Regions from separate parts of the Oryctolagus cuniculus genome. Here region 1 is linked to region 2. The links are chromatin contacts, called in public Micro-C maps. All regions are on one chromosome and are shown on one strand. The core of a region is the stretch at or near the end of the contact, and the rest is flanking DNA. Distances in the headings are between cores, read along the strand shown. Region 1 holds the start of TET2 (tet methylcytosine dioxygenase 2). Region 2 holds the start of PPA2 (inorganic pyrophosphatase 2).

Evidence for each region. A called contact is a pair of places that touch in the nucleus more often than the background predicts.
Region 1: a contact with region 2 is called in a Micro-C map of ear pinna, with 7 times the contacts expected there. The contact joins the promoter of TET2 here to the promoter of PPA2 in region 2. A contact is called at or near these places in 4 of 6 Hi-C or Micro-C datasets (ear pinna, psoas muscle, skin fibroblasts and 1 more).

Annotation. Positions count from the first base shown.
Region 1 is chr8:60,019,457-60,022,827 of mOryCun1.1, forward strand. TET2 (tet methylcytosine dioxygenase 2) reads right to left here and starts at 1,922. Exons shown (of 11, transcript XM_002717196.5): 1 at 1,521-1,922.
Region 2 is chr8:59,721,636-59,725,035 of mOryCun1.1, forward strand. PPA2 (inorganic pyrophosphatase 2) reads left to right here and starts at 1,877. Exons shown (of 11, transcript XM_051820137.2): 1 at 1,877-2,088. The coding sequence starts at 1,914.

The DNA.
Region 1 (3,371 bases), core at 672-3,171, 300 kb after region 2:
TTCAGTATTTCAACTTTCTATTAAGATGCAAATGTAATGATTTCATTAACCAGACAACAATACAGGCAGCCTTAAACCAAACCAAACCACTATCTTTCCTCTGGAAATCCCAGCTTCCCCAAAATACAACCTTATTCCTAGGTTGGATAATTTGTTGATGAATATGTTTGAACTGAATTTGCCATTATAATCCCTAATTGGGGAGGAAAAAGTACAATGTGTGATGAGGGATTTTTAAATTCACGGATATAATATACTTCAGATTCAGGCAAATATTTCAATAAAAATTAAGCAAACAATCGGGGGGGGGGGCAGGGGACAGACCTTATTTCAATTCCTAAAACAATGCCATGAGAGCAGAAACCAGCACCGACTTCTCCAGCAGTGTGTCCAGGCCACACTTTATTTTGTCATAGGTAGAAAAACTCCACAGAACACTAGACAAGCAGTCCCAGTGAAAAGATTCAGAGTGATGAGTGTGTGTGTGGTGGGGTAGGGGCAGGAGAGGAGAGAAAGAGTAGAGAAGAGTAGAGAGGAGACACAGAGAGATAAAAGACTGTTACCAATCTGCCCTGCATTTCGTGGCCGGGATTGGGTTTCGCTTCTTTGGGCGCCCCTGACCTTGTCGGCTGCAACTCTCCCCGCTGCGCTCCCTCCCTGCGGCTCGCCCCCTCCCCGGGCCTGCGCCTGCCTTTGTGTCTGCCTGTCACTGCCCGGGGAGAAGCACAAAGCCAGGACACAGATTTGCCCACAAATTCTCTCACACCCATTCCCCAGGCTGGAAGACACAGCCCGGCGCAGAGCTCGTGTGCTCTTAAGAAAAGTGGGTTCCCGTCGTGTTTGGGGGCGCACTGAAACTCCTCTCTCACTCAGCGGCACTAACAAAACGCGCGGACTCACGGAAGAAAAAAAAAAAACACCACACTGCGCGTATCCCCACTCCACTGCCGTGACATTCGCCCAGAGCACCCCCAAAAGGGGGCAAGGAATGGAGAGACACACACCAAGCCCCAGTCCCAGGTCCTGCAGCAGATAAAAGGCTAAAAAAGCCACCACGCAAACCCAGGCGTCAGGGCTCTCATGGGGTGCTCGGGGATCCCCCAAAGCCGCGCTGGACTCTCAAGCAGTGGAGTGGGGGAGAGGATTAAAGGGAAAAGTGGTGCCCTCCCCCAAAGGTGAACTAGTTTAGAAAGGAAAGCAGAGAAGCCCCACTTTGCTGGGGATAAAAGGTCGGGGAGGCGGCTTGTCGGAGGCACAAAGGTAAGTTTTGGGGAACGAGGGTACGGGCAGGAGCAGGGGAGAGAAGAGAACACAGAACTGCAGGTTTACGGGGTGGGGGGGATTAAAACTATATTTGTCAGCCATGTTGAGGAGGCTCCAGTAATTTGTGAAGCTTCCCTCTTCCCTCTTGGTATTTGTGGGTGACACTACAGGGTTTGCTCCCCGGTCCCTGGAAGCCCGAGAGAAAGCAAGCGGGAGAGGAAAGAGAGAGTTTCACGGCAAAAGAGAAGCGCTCTGACCTCGTTCTCGTCCCTCAGCCTTGCGGCAATCCAGCAGTTGCAGTCGGGTCTCCTTTCTAACAAATCCTAAAGGGCAGCCATCTTGCTTCCTTCTGCTTCTCTACGAAAGCAGCCTAGCCTCCGCATCAATATTCATAAGGCAGTTTGACGTCTGTTCTCATCACTCGGCGGGGCTGGCGTCTCGGGGCGGCCGCGCCGAGGGGGCGGACGTGACTCGCATGCGAGTCGGGCCTGGGCGCGCGGCGCTCGCAGGAGGCGGCGGCGGCCGCCCGAGCTCTCCCCGCTGCCGGTGCCGCTGCTCTCCTCCTCCGCCCCGGCCGCCGCCTCCTCCTCCGCACGAGCCTCCTCCTCCTCCTCCTCCTCCTCCTCCTCCTTCCCCCCAACCCCCGCCGCCGCCGCCGCCGCCTCCTCCTCCTCCTCCTCCTCCTTCTCCTCCCGGCTCTCCTCCGCCCGGGCCGCCTCCTTCTCCGCCCCTGCCTCTGCTGCCGCCCTGGGGTCCTCAACTCCAGCTCCCTGGGAATCAGCCCCCCAGCCCTGGGCGCCCGGCAGGAAAGCCGGCGGCACCTGCGGGCCCTGTAATGGGGCGAGCTTCTCGCTGGGCGGTGAGGCCCTGGAGCGGTGCGCTCAAATGAGCGCAGGAGGGGCGGTTCAGTGTGAGACCTGGGACCCGGGACTCGGGACCCCCAGTCGGCGTTCACCACAGGGAGGAGGCGCGGGCCAGGCACCAAGGGGGAAGCTGGTGCGGGCGCCTGGACAGGGACGTGTGCTCGCAGATTTCCGTTGGAAACTTTGTTGGTCCCACACTTCACGACCCTCTTGGAGGTCTGAGCGCACACAACCCAGTGCGCGCCCAGCCCCGCCTCTGCGCCTGTACCCCAAATCGCCCCTGCTCACAGGTAGCGCCACACCCGTCGCTGCCTGCCGGCTCCGGCCCTAACCCGCCCTCCGACCCCGCCACTCGCACCCATCCGCAGGCACCTCGGGTCGCACCCACCTTCCCTTCCCAGACCCGCATCCCCATCGCCTTTGAGTGCGCTCGCCCAGCCTTCTCTCCCGCCGCACTCTCGCTCCGCACAAGCACTCCGCAGTGTCGCTGAGGGCATGCCCTCGGTGCTCTAGGGGCCTGTGTTTCCAGAGACTCTACAAATTGGGAAATTGACCGGAGTCGCATCTCTCCCCGCCCCAGCTCACCTTCTGTTTACTTGGGCCACGTGGGCTGGGAAGCTAAGGGAGCCTCCGCGGTCCCAAGATGAGTTTCTCACCAGTGACCCTCTCATCCGTTTCAAAGATTGCCTCCTGTAAATGTCTTTATTTCGAGGAAATTCCCACCCGGGCAGTGAAGTAATGAGGAAGCCGACCGGTGCTGAGCTATACTCCTAATGAAGAACGCCCGATTCCCCGCGATGTCCCGGACTAAGTGCCCAAGTGCGTCCTTTCTTAGACGGTCGTCTTTTCTGTGGCTGGGTAGTTTTATTTCTCTTTTACGGCTTCTTTTTTCTATTTATCAACTTTTTAATTGAAAGAACAAAGTCCATATAAATCGTGGTGGGTTTTGGAGTATACGCTCTCATCTTGAACTTTTCGCATGGCTGAAATTCAAATTTTCAGATAGGTATCTTGGACCCTTCTTTAACAGGATCACAGCATTGTGATCACAATACCCGAAGTCAACCCTGGTTGGGGGGTGAGTAAAGGGAGGCCTTTTCCTAATTTCATGAAATCGCAGTGTTTCCTTTGAGTTGTCTAAAACGACAACCCTTAACATGTATCACATTGTTTCCAAGTGTGATCTAACGAAACATTGTTTAGTCCGTGTTGACACAAAGTTGACTCAGATTTCCGATTTTGCAT
Region 2 (3,400 bases), core at 627-3,126:
TCTCACTCCTATTTATTGTGAGAATTGACAAGATCATTGAGGACCCTGAGAAAGTGGAGGAAGCCCATTTGGAGATGAGGGGAGAAGGTGAAAAGTGGAGATAAATGACTATGGACTACTCTATCAACAAGTTTTTTCTGGAAAGCCAGACAACCAGACTTTCATATGCTGGTGGGAGATTCAGCAAGAGGAATTTCAGGAACTTTTTTCTTTTTTAAAGATTTATTTATTTATTTGAAAGTCAGAGATACACACAGAGAGAAAACAAGGCAGAGAGAGGGAGAGAGAAAGAAAGAGAGAGGTGTCTTCCATCCACTGGTTCACTCCCCAATTGGCTGCAATGGCAGGAGCTGAGCTGTCCGAAGCCAGGAGCCAGGAGCTTCTTCTGGATTTCCCATGCGGGTGTAGGGGCCCAAGGACTTGGGCCATCCTCTACCGCTTTCCCAGGCCACAGCAGAGAGCTGGATCAGAAGAGGAGTAGCCAGGATACAAACAAGCGCCCATATGAGATGTCAGCACTGCAGGTGGTGGCTTTACCCTTAGGCCACAGTGCTGGCCCCTTCATGAACTTTTAATTCAACAGCAGGCACAATGAGCACCGGCCTAGTGGTTAAGATGCCACCTGGAACACATGCATTCCATATCTGTGTGCTTGGTTTGAGACTTGGCTCCTCTTCCTATCCAGTTTCTTGCTAATGTACCCCCTGGGAGGCAACAGTGATGACTCAAGTTGGATCTCTGCCACCCATCTGGGAGATCTGGACTGAGTTCTGGGCTACTGGTTTTGGCTTGGCCCTGCCCTGGCTGTTGTGGGCCTGTGGGGGAATGAACCAGCAGATGTAACATATTTCTCTCTCCAATAAAGTGAAAATAAATTAAACATTTGAAATACAATTGTTGGCAGGCCACACAGCTCACTAGGCTAATCCTTGCCTGCGGCGCTGGCACCATGGGGTCTAGTCCCGGTTGGGGCACTGGTTCTGTCCCTGTTGCTCCTCTTCCAGTCCCGCTCTCTGCTGTGGAGTGCAGTGGAAGATGGCCCAAGTCCTTGGGCCCTGCACCCACATGGGAGACCAGGAGGAGGCACCTGGCTCCTGGCTTCGGATCGCCGCAGCGCACCGGCCGTAGCAGCCATCTGGGGGGTGAACTAATGGAAGGAAGACCTTTCTCTCTGTCTCTCTTTCTCACTGTCTAACTCTAACTCTGCCTGTCAAAAAAAATACAATTATTTAAGTTCAACAGTAAATTTAACATTAAACATGGTGCTACATCATACAGAGATACCAAATATCAAGACTTCAGGGCTTTGCAGGCTTACAATGCAGTGGGCAGGAGAGAGTGAATTAGGGAACATGATAAATTCACAAATATACAGGTGTAGGACAAGTGCCCTTGCAGAATAAACATGTAAAAGAAAAAAAAAAGCGCGTCACCTCTACTTTGCCTAAATAGGAAAAAAACTTCATGGAGCAGATGGCATTTGAGGAAATTTCGTGCTTTTTAATTCTGTAAGTGTCTATCAAGTTCAAGTTTCCAGGAGGCCTGATCATGGCCTTATAGCGGCCTCTGTGTGCGCATGTTCGTCTCCAAAACTGGACATGCTACAGCAGTCCCTGACACAGAGGACGTTACTCTACTGCACTTCCCCAGTAAAACGATCGTATTATGGTAGTCAACATAGACGGGATAAGTGAAGGAAAGACAGGAAGGAGGGAGGAGCGGCAGTGTGCTCCTCAAGGGTGGCTGGGCCTGGTCTCTTGCACTACCGGCCAGGACTCTCAGATCCCACAGCCAGCGTCTGGGTCACGGCCCAAGGGCAGGAGTGAGGGCTCCGGGCGGTAGGGGGCGCCGGGGGGCGGCCGGGCCGCGGGCCCCAGCACCGCCCCGCGCCGAGCCGGACCTCAGTCTACGCCATGCGCGCGCTGCTGGCGCTGCTGCGCACGGGCCGGGGGTGGCGCGCGGGCAGCCCCGTCGCCGCCCACCCGCCGGCGGGAGCGAGGGCAAGGAGCGGGCCGCTGCGCGCCATGGCCCTGTACCACACGGAGGAGCGCGGCCGGCCCCACTCGGAGGACTACCGCCTCTTCTTCAGTAAGTAGCTCGCGCGCGGGCTGAGGCGTGGAGCGTGCGGAGTGGGAGGCGCGTAGGAGCCAGCGCCGCCTCGCGCGGTCCTCGCCTCCTTTGGGCCCTCCGCAGCCGCCGCGCGGTCGGGGCCACCTTCCGGCTCGCGGAGGCAAGGGAGCTGCCCGCGACAGGGGTGACCGGCCCAGGCCCAGGCCCCCGAGGCTTCGCTTCGCTGCCGGCGAGGGCCGCGGGGCAGCCTCAGCGGTGGGCGGAGCTACCGCGCGCAGCCGGGAGCCGGGCGGCCGCCGGCGGCTGGGCTCGGCCCACTCACTTGGGAAAGGAGGGTCGGGGGTCCCAGCCTGGGCGCCTGCACGCGGGGCAGAGGCAGGCGCCAGTGTGGAGAAACTGGCCCGGCGGCTCTTCTTGTCGGGGGCTGCGGGCTCTGTGGAGGGCTCGGTTCCCAGAAACGCTCATAGCTGTGCACCCCGAATGCCACCCGCAGTCCGGAGCCTCCTTGGCTCCAGGGTGGGCCGCTTTTCCTCTCCAGATCCAGCAAGCCCCGAGGGCGAAGTGATGTGCCTGTGCACATACAGGACAGGAAAGGGCCCGTTTTGCGTGGCTGCGCCGTGTCCCAGCCCCACGGTGCTCAGCTGTGTCGGTTGCTGTAACGTGGACACAGCGCTGTTGGTGGGGTTGCCTTCGCGCCGCCCTGATTCCGGAGCCCTGAGGGGAGCTGCAGGTTCCATCGCGTCGCGCGTGAACTTTCAGATCTCAGCTCCACTCTTGGGTCCTGCTTCATCTTTAAGCTCTGGAGTCTGGGCGAGTTTCCTAACTTGCCGTGCCTTGGTTTGTCTCATCTGTAAAATAGGACTGCAAGAATTATGTGAATGCTGTGTGTGAAGTGATAACAAGAGCCTCGAATAGAAATTACTGTCATTAAGAATCCCTTATCTGTAGTTTGTAAAATGCTTATAGTTATCCTGAACTTAAAGGACTTTTTTTTTTTTTAAGATTCATTTTATTTATTTGAAAGATGGTTAGAGAGGTGGAGACTGAGAGAGGTCTTCCATCCGCTGGTTCACTCCTCAAATGGCCCCAACGGCCAGAGCTAAGCTGATCCAAAGCCAGGAGCCAGGATGTTTTTCCTGGTGCTCCACGTGGATGCAGGGGCCCAAGGACTTGGGCTATCTTCCACTGCTTTCCCAGTCCACAGCAGAGATCTGGATCAGAACTGGAGCCATGGGAACTAACTGCACCCATATGGGATGCCGCCGGCACTGCAGGCTGGGTCTTTAACCTGTTGTGCCACAGCCCCACCTGGTTAAGTACTATTTTGTGG